2 separate regions of the Sus scrofa genome follow, and region 1 is linked to region 2. The links are chromatin contacts, called in public Hi-C maps. All regions are on one chromosome and are shown on one strand. The core of a region is the stretch at or near the end of the contact, and the rest is flanking DNA. Distances in the headings are between cores, read along the strand shown. Region 1 has its middle 21 kb from the start of SCD. Region 2 holds the start of BLOC1S2 (biogenesis of lysosome-related organelles complex 1 subunit 2).

Region 1 (3,809 bases), core at 1,061-3,560, 85 kb before region 2:
TGTGCCCTGAGTGTGGCCCTAAAAAGCAAAGCAAAAAAAAAAAAAAAAAGGGGGGGGGTGAAATTATCATCAAATTCTCACCTTCCATGGAAGGAAGGCAATAAATAATGTATAAAAAATTTAAAAAATCAATAAGCAGCCATATAAGCAAGCCATTTAGAGATACAGAGGTATATGCTGAAAGAGGCAGCTAAAAAGAGTTGAAACTTGTTACCTGTGAGGAGAGGAGGATGGGGTACTGTTATTTTCAAAACAAGTCTTTCATAACTCTGACTCTTTAAACTATGTACAACTTAGGCATAAAAGAAAAGCAAAATTCAGAGAAACTACGAGAGACGTTTCCAGTGGACCGAACCCACTGGGACATTCCCCACCCCTCCTGTCTGTTACCACAACATTGTCTTATCTCATACTCGCCAGCCTTCTCCCAACACCACTGCTGCCTCAACACCCGAACCAGGGTACTGAGAAAGGAGACCCTGGTTGTGTCTGGGATCTGCTCTGCCAGGATCTTGTTAGGGGCCCTGGGTTATCTTTAGTCCATGATCAGTAGATAACTTCTCTCTGCACCATTTAAAGGCTTTCTACTGAAGTTATAAATATCAAAACCGAGATCGTCTCTCCTAATGTATTTCCTCTTCTTTACATTTCACTGAATATTTGATTCCGAAACCCTTGATTTTAAATACACATTTTACTCCTTCTTTCTTTAGATTCTCCCTATTTCCCTAAATAGGGGCAGCTTTGGCCTCAGGGTCCATCTGTTTTTGGCAGATGCTCACACTTACCAAGTCCTTAACACTAGGGTAATGCACTATTTCTGCTTCAGTGCTAAAGGCAGAGGTACTATGAGCTGTGATTACTTTTGTATAGAACATTACCCTTAACCTACCAAGTTCTAGAATATTTTTTCTTTCTTTCTTTTTTCATTATTCAATGAATTTATTACATTTATAGTTGTGCAATGATCATCACAATCCAATTTTATAGGATTTCCATCCCATAACCCCAGCGCATCCCCCCACACCCCCTAGAATATTTTCTTTCTCTTTCTCTTTCACTGGCTATTCTACTGGCTCTGATTCTAAGGCTGATCCACGACATGCATAAGAGAATTCCTAGGAAGATGTAGTTAGGTGACGCTGTTAGTTCAGGTGAGCTCATCCATTCATTGCACAGTATTCAGGGGAGAAGAATGTCTCGTTTTTTTATTATTATTATTATTTTTTTTTTTCAGCCTCACCCTCAGCATATGGAGGTTCCCAGGCCAGGGACTGAATCTGAGCCACAGCTGTAGCAATGTTGGATCTTTAACCCACTGCACTGGGCCAGGGATAGAACCGGCGCCTCTAGAGAGACAAACCAGATCCTTAACCCACTGTGCCACAGGGGGAACTCATTTTAGATGTCTTCTTTTTTTTTTTTTTTTTTTTGCCTTTTAGGGCCACACCCACGGCACATGGAGTTTCCCGGGCTAGGGGTCCAGTCGGAGCTGTTGCCGCTGGCCTATGCCACAGCCACGCCAGATCCTTAACCCACTAATTGAGGCCAGGGATCAAACATACAGCCTCATGGTTCCTAGTCGGATTTGTTTCTGCTGCTCCATGACAGGAACTCCTGGATCATCTTTATTTCTCTTCTAATCACCAAGATCCTTATTATTGTTTACTAGATATTTTTTCCCATGTGGTTATTTTTCTTGTAACTTAAACTCCCCACGTCCAAAAGTGAACTCCTATTCCCTTTCCAAAATCTGCTTCTCTCTCTCCGTCTTTTTTAACTACCTATTTCAGTTAATGCTCCCCTTCTAGTGACACAGGAGAGAAACCTAAAAGTCACCTCTGACTCTCCTCCCCACTTATCTCACATATCTAATCAATTAAGTGCTATTGATTCGGCTCCAAGATACCTCACAGCCCAGTGCCCTTCCTTTCCATCTGACTGTTACTGTCTTAGTTTTTAGGTCTCATGACCTCCTAACTGATCTTCCAGCCCTAATCTGGTCCTTCTTTGATCTGCTCTCTATGTTAACTCTCTGAAACACGAAGATCTTTTTCCTCTCCCAGTAGAGAGTAACCGACTGCTCCCTATCTCTTACAGAAGCCAAGTCGAAACTCTCCAGGCTGGCTTTCCAGGGCTCCCTCCACGTTGCATTCCCTCCCTCCCTCTCTCACTCTTCCTGCACGCTCTATTCTACTCAGTTACATCAGCCCTGACATTCCAAACAAGTTCCTGCTTCTGCTCTACTCTGTGACTCGCCAACATCTTTAGCCTGTTTTGCTGATTCTTAGCTCTTTGCCTCTCACGTGGTGGGTGATTGCGCTATTGCAGTGAGACTAAAAATTAGAGCTGCCTATTGGCCTGTCCTCCTTAGCAAGGTCTCACGCCCATCTCAAAGGCAGTTGTAGATTTAAGAGCCCGTGTTGCTGATCCTGGCTTAGGGAGGGGCTGACAGTTAGGGAGGAGAAACTCTATGTTTTTTTCTGCCGCAGAGAAGCATTGGATTTGTGCTGGGAAAGAACACTGCTCTCCATTCTTATGTAAAACACTCCTAGAATTCTCAAGTGCATGTATTTCAGTATTTTCCCCATTCCGGAAAAAGGCAAACCTGAGGTCTAGGAGAGCCGAGCTCTGAGTCAGACTAGCCTCCCCAAAAAAGGCGAGAGCCGACCTGTGATTCAAAGTGAGAGAGGCTATAAGGCTAGCACCTCCTGATTGGCGCTGACGGAGTCAGACAAGCTTGGGGGCTGCTGATTGGCTCCGGCTTGATCAGGCGCTGTCGGGCTGTTGTAAATGTAAATAGCTCTGTGACCGCCAGTAACCCCGGTAAGAGGGGGTGGAGAGGGAGGCTCTTCTTCTCCATTCATGCCTGCTGCCAGCCAGGCCCAGACAGGCCCAGACGGGCAGGCCCTTGAGCAAGGGGGGCTGGGCAGGACAAGGCTAGGGGTTGTGTCTTCAGAGATCTTAAGCTCGAGCTGAGAGTTAAAACGCTAGCCTTCAGGTCGGGGGTGGGGGGTGGGGTGTGCAGCTTCCACACAGAGCTGCTTCCTTTCTGCTGTCGCTTTTGACTGTTTAAGACGGTTTAATGGTATGTTCCGTGTGAAGACGGAGGTGTTGGAGGGTAGTTTATGGGGTAACATAAATGGCTGTGGTGGGTGTGCCACAGGGGGAGATGGGTGCCTGTCCTCACCTATTCCTGGTCACAGAATCTTATTCGTTGAAAAGGCAAGTGCAGAGACAGAGCCGGAGAGCAGAGGAGTTCCTGCTGCTCAGCTGTGTAGATCACCTTTCTACTAGAGGGACAGCTTCTTCCACCCTCCACTCCAGGGGAAGGAAGGTCTGTGGGGACTGGCTTTCCTACAAGTAGGGAGGAAGGAAGGAAGAAGTGAGTACATGTACACTTTAACAGTAAAGGGTGACCTTCACACGTTGCTGGTGGGAATGCACAATGCTGCAGCCACTGTGGAAAGTGATTTGGCTGTTCCAGGACAAGTTCAACAGAATTGCCATATCACCCAGCTCGTAGGTATAAACCAAAATGAATTGAAAACAGGTACTCGATTACTTACACACATATGTTCATAGCAATTCTATTCACAATAGTCAAAAGGTGGAAACAATCCAAATATTCACCAACTGGTGAATAGAGAAATCAATTGCAGAATATTTATACAGTGGTATATTATTTGGCAACAGTAAGAAATGAAGTCCTGATACATGCTATGATGTAGATGAACCTCAAAAGCACCGTGTCAAGAGGAGGAAGCCAGGCACAGAAGGTCAGATATTGTAGGATTCCATTTGTATGT
Region 2 (3,994 bases), core at 581-3,080:
CTGTGTGTAGCTGTGTAGCTCTTTGAAATAGTTCCCACTGGGCCTCTCACTCCCTGTGCTCTGAGCTCTGTTGTGATGATTAAAAAAAAAGAAGAAGAAGAAGTAAAGAAAGGGAGGGTAATGACTTTTCTAAGATCTGGATAGACATGCTTTGTGAAAAAAATACAGCTAAGAGAATAGCTGTATCTAGATGGCATCCTACTTGCCAATGAGTCTTTTCCTCTGTACATCTGGAGATGGGCTGCTGCACCCTTGAGGTTCGTGTCTTCCTCATAGGGTTTCCCTGTGAAAGAGAAGGGGGAGCCAGAGAGGAGAGGAGACTTTCTCCATGGGAAGACTACAGTGTTGCCGAGGCTCTGGAGCGATAACCTCCCCCAGCCTTCCCCAACAAAGTCCACGAAGGCTCAGTGAAAGAGCCTGCCTCCGTGCATGCTACTGAACACCGAGGGGGCTGTAAACCAGGACAGAGATGGAGCATGAGGAGAATCCAGCAAAGAAATAACCTCAGGATTCTGAGATCTTTGGATGAAATGTGGGGGAGCTGACTCTGTCCTTCCATAGGACAATGTGGGGACACGTCACAAACCTGTTGCTTATCAATAAAAATCCTTAGGAAAACTAAGACTTTGCACTTGTTTCTGGGAATGCAGGGGGAAGAAGAGGGGCTGGAACTGTGAGCCATCCTTGTACTTGGGCTGGAGAAAGCTCATCCCTGCTGGGCGGTGACATCGTGAAGAAGATGGGCTGTCCCAGGGGTCCTGAAATACAAATTTCTGGCTCATAGGAATGGTTTGAAATGGTTGGCACTGTGACTGTATCATTAGAGAGAGTGGAGACAGTGGCCTAAGGAGACCTGGTCCTCAGAGGGAAGAGAGTAAGGGGTATGTGTGTGTGTTTGTGTGCCCGCACATGCTTTAGGGTGTGGGTCGTGGGAGAATGCCGATGGAGGATAACTAGGGATAAGACAAACCCCCCCACACAAAGATTTCAGGGTATAGGGCTGTATCCCAAGAGCTGCTATATATCTCTTCTCTCTTCCCTTGTGACCTCTATCCCTCCCTCATTTTGCACCTTCCATTGCTTCTCAGTCTCTTTTTTTCATCAATTCCTTTCACCTGCTTCTGTCAAATACAGGAGTTCTCCCATCCTATCAAATATACTCTGTACATTCAAGAGTCTTGTCAACAGCTGAATGCAATCAAGATAACCAGAGTATATCCTCAGCCCTAGAAAAGTTATCTCAGCTTTCTTCAAGAAAGGCTGTATCAACTGAAGAGAAGTGGGTGCCAGCCTGCAGTTTGAGAAAAAAAGTCCAACGAGTTGACGTTAATCTGGGACATTGGAAGAGAGAGTATTTCGGCTCAGGGATCATGCCTACAGGTTTCCCTGGATAAGACTATCTTCAGAAGCATGGATTTCCTGAGCAGTCAGTCTTTCAGCCACTAAAACCAGCTGGGTAAGGATTCTCTGCGTAGGGGCTGACTCGTCTCCGTCACTTCAGCCAGCAGGCCACTCTGGGCTCGATCCACCCCATTAGGTCTTGGGTCTTCCTAGACTAGTTAGTGATCCCTCCGCCAGTGGCCACAGGATTGGGCGCATCCTTTGTTTCACACGTCGGGCTCTTGACTACGGATTGACTCACGAAAGCCTTTTTTAGTCTCAATTTCGGCTTAGTGTTTACGCCCTAAGCTTACATTCTCTTACTGCTCATTACCCTTTCACCTGCGGTACAATTTAGCCCAGAGGCTCGGGATCCCAGGGCAACGAACCCAGGGCAGGGAGGGCGGGGCACGCCCGGCACGCATGCGCAGGCACCCGAGAACCGGAAGCAACTCCTGCAGGGCATGGCGGCGGCGGCAGAGGGGGTTCCCGGGCTCACCGAGAGGAGCCCGTTCGAGGTATGTGGAGTGAATGGGGAGGAAGTGTCCTGTGAAAGGGCTGAGGCTCCGGGTACGGACCTGGAATCCCGGAGCTCACCTGACGGGAGCAGGCAGGTCGGAGAGGCGCTTCTGTGTGTGCGTGTGTTTGTTCTGTCAGGGCGAATGAAGCTTCGGCCGCGGGATCGAGTGTGAACTGAGGTCAGTGCAAGGGAGCAGAGTTGGCATGTCAGGTGGGGCAAGGACGAGGCGAGGTACCTGAAATTATGGTACATGGAGAATGGAGCCGCTGTGATGGAAGGACAAGTGGAGGTGTGTGGGGAGAGCCTGCTTCGGCTGGATTAGGACCGGGTGTAGGGCGGGGCCCTTACTCATTCTCCTTTGATCCAGATGATGCCGCGGTGGAGACTGCTGAGGAAGCAAAGGAGCCCGCTGAGGCTGACATCAATGAGCTCTGCCGGGACATGTTCTCTAAAATGGCAACTTACCTGACTGGGGAACTGACGGGTGAGGCGGGAACTGGGTTGATTCGGGTAGTGCCGGGCACCACTTGCTGGAGCTGGGGTTTGGAGCAGGTAGACCTGTGAGGTGCCTTAGCAGCATCAGTCTGTGGCTCCCTCCCTAAACCCACACACCCTGAAACAATCCTGTTGCAAGTTTGGGGAGGTCATGAATGGGTAACAAAGAAGCCCAAGTCTACTGACATCAACTGCCTGTCTTTTTGCCTCACTTCTAGATTTCTCTGTGCCTTAGTGTCTTCTCAAGAGGTAAACGTATTCCTATTCTTGCCAAGACAACTCCTCCTGCTGTGCTCTTGGTCCCAAATCCTTCTACCTCATTAGGGCCTCTCTTCATCATTTCCTTTCCCTTGCTTTTCCACACTCTATCCCGGCACCTTCCTCTCTATCTAGAAACATATTCAGGTTTCCTCCAGCCCCAAAGCACTCTATTTGACACCCCACATCATTTGCTCAGTAAAGCAAAGGAGCGTCACAGCTAACCCTTTCGAAAGAGTAGCCTACATTCACTGCTTCCTCCTTGTCACCATTCACTCATGTAAACCCTTCCGGTCTGGTCTCTGCTCCCACCATTCAGAGAAATTACATGCCCCAAGACCATCATACCCCTTAACTATCAGCTCCTAACCACCAAATCTATGGCTTTTTCTCAGTTACTATCCTCCTGGACCTCCGTAGTATCTGACAGGCAGTTGATGTCAGTAGACTTGGCTTTTGGGAAAGTTGGAGTAGGGGCTATTTGCTTTGTATAGGGATTGGGAAGGGAAATGAGGATGTGAGAAGCAGGCAAATGGTTTGAAAAAGTCAGTGCATAAAATGCAGTGTTGGGAGTTCCTGTTGTGGCTCAGTGATAACGAACCCAACTAGTATCCATGAGGACGAGGGTTTGATCCCTGGCCTCACTCAGTGGATTGGGAATCTGGTGTTGCCATGAGCTGTGGTGTAGGTTGCAGAGAAGGCTCAGATCTCTCATTGCTGTGGCTGTGGCTTAGTCAGGCAGGCTATAGCTCTGATTTGACCCCTAGCCTGAGAACTTCCATGTGCTGCAGGTGCAGCCCTAAAAAGAAAAAAAAAAAAATGCAATGTTGAATCAAGTAATAAATGAGTTACTAAGATGTGTTGAGTTCCTAGTTGATTTTATATATATATTTTGATATATATGTATTTATGCTGCAGTCTGCCAAACTGTATGTTTTCATGTTGTAGAGGTACCAGGACTGTTTCATTTCCTTTTTCTTGGTACTTGAGTTTATCATTTCCCTTTCTAACTAAGATCCTGAACTTCTGGATTTTATTTGGTTTAAGTAGTTTGCTGATTGTTGCCTGAGTTTCTACTTAGATATTCATAGTCCACAGGCTGAGTATAAATGTCATAGATCAAAAGTGGCCTGCTTGGAGTTCCCTGGTAGCCTACTGGTTAAAGGATTGGGTGTTTTTACTGCTGTGGCATCGGTAACTGCCATGGCATGGGTTTGATCCCTGGCCTGGGAATTTTTTTATGCTGAGGGTGTAGCCAAAAAAAAAAAAAAAAAAGAAAAAAAAAGGAGGGAGGGCCCCTTTCTTTGACATTCCCCAGGTCCTGCCTTGAACTACTATTTA

The links. Hi-C and Micro-C count contacts between places; a contact is called where the count stands out from the background.
Region 1: a Hi-C map of skeletal muscle shows a contact between it and region 2, with 8 times the contacts expected there. The contact joins the enhancer-like site here to the promoter of BLOC1S2 in region 2. A contact is called at or near these places in 3 of 47 Hi-C or Micro-C datasets (heart right ventricle, liver and skeletal muscle) and 1 of 2 datasets of contacts at active chromatin or transcription factors (alveolar macrophages).

What each region holds. Positions count from the first base shown.
Region 1 is chr14:111,481,027-111,484,835 of Sscrofa11.1, reverse strand. No RefSeq gene overlaps it. Among named protein-coding and RNA genes, the nearest start is that of SCD, 21 kb to the right of the region's middle. Within about 2 kb of position 2,310, at least 77 of the 83 cell types and tissues checked have an H3K27ac peak or open chromatin away from gene starts, as enhancers often do. A contact at or near this core is called in alveolar macrophages, liver and skeletal muscle, where this site is marked.
Region 2 is chr14:111,395,445-111,399,438 of Sscrofa11.1, reverse strand. It overlaps BLOC1S2 (biogenesis of lysosome-related organelles complex 1 subunit 2), which reads left to right and starts at 1,830. Exons shown (of 6, transcript XM_001929529.5): 1 at 1,830-1,866; 2 at 1,869-1,898; 3 at 2,268-2,384. The coding sequence starts at 1,845. It overlaps PKD2L1 (polycystic kidney disease 2-like 1 protein), which reads left to right. Exons shown (of 16, transcript XM_001927121.4): 16 at 1-735. The coding sequence ends at 26.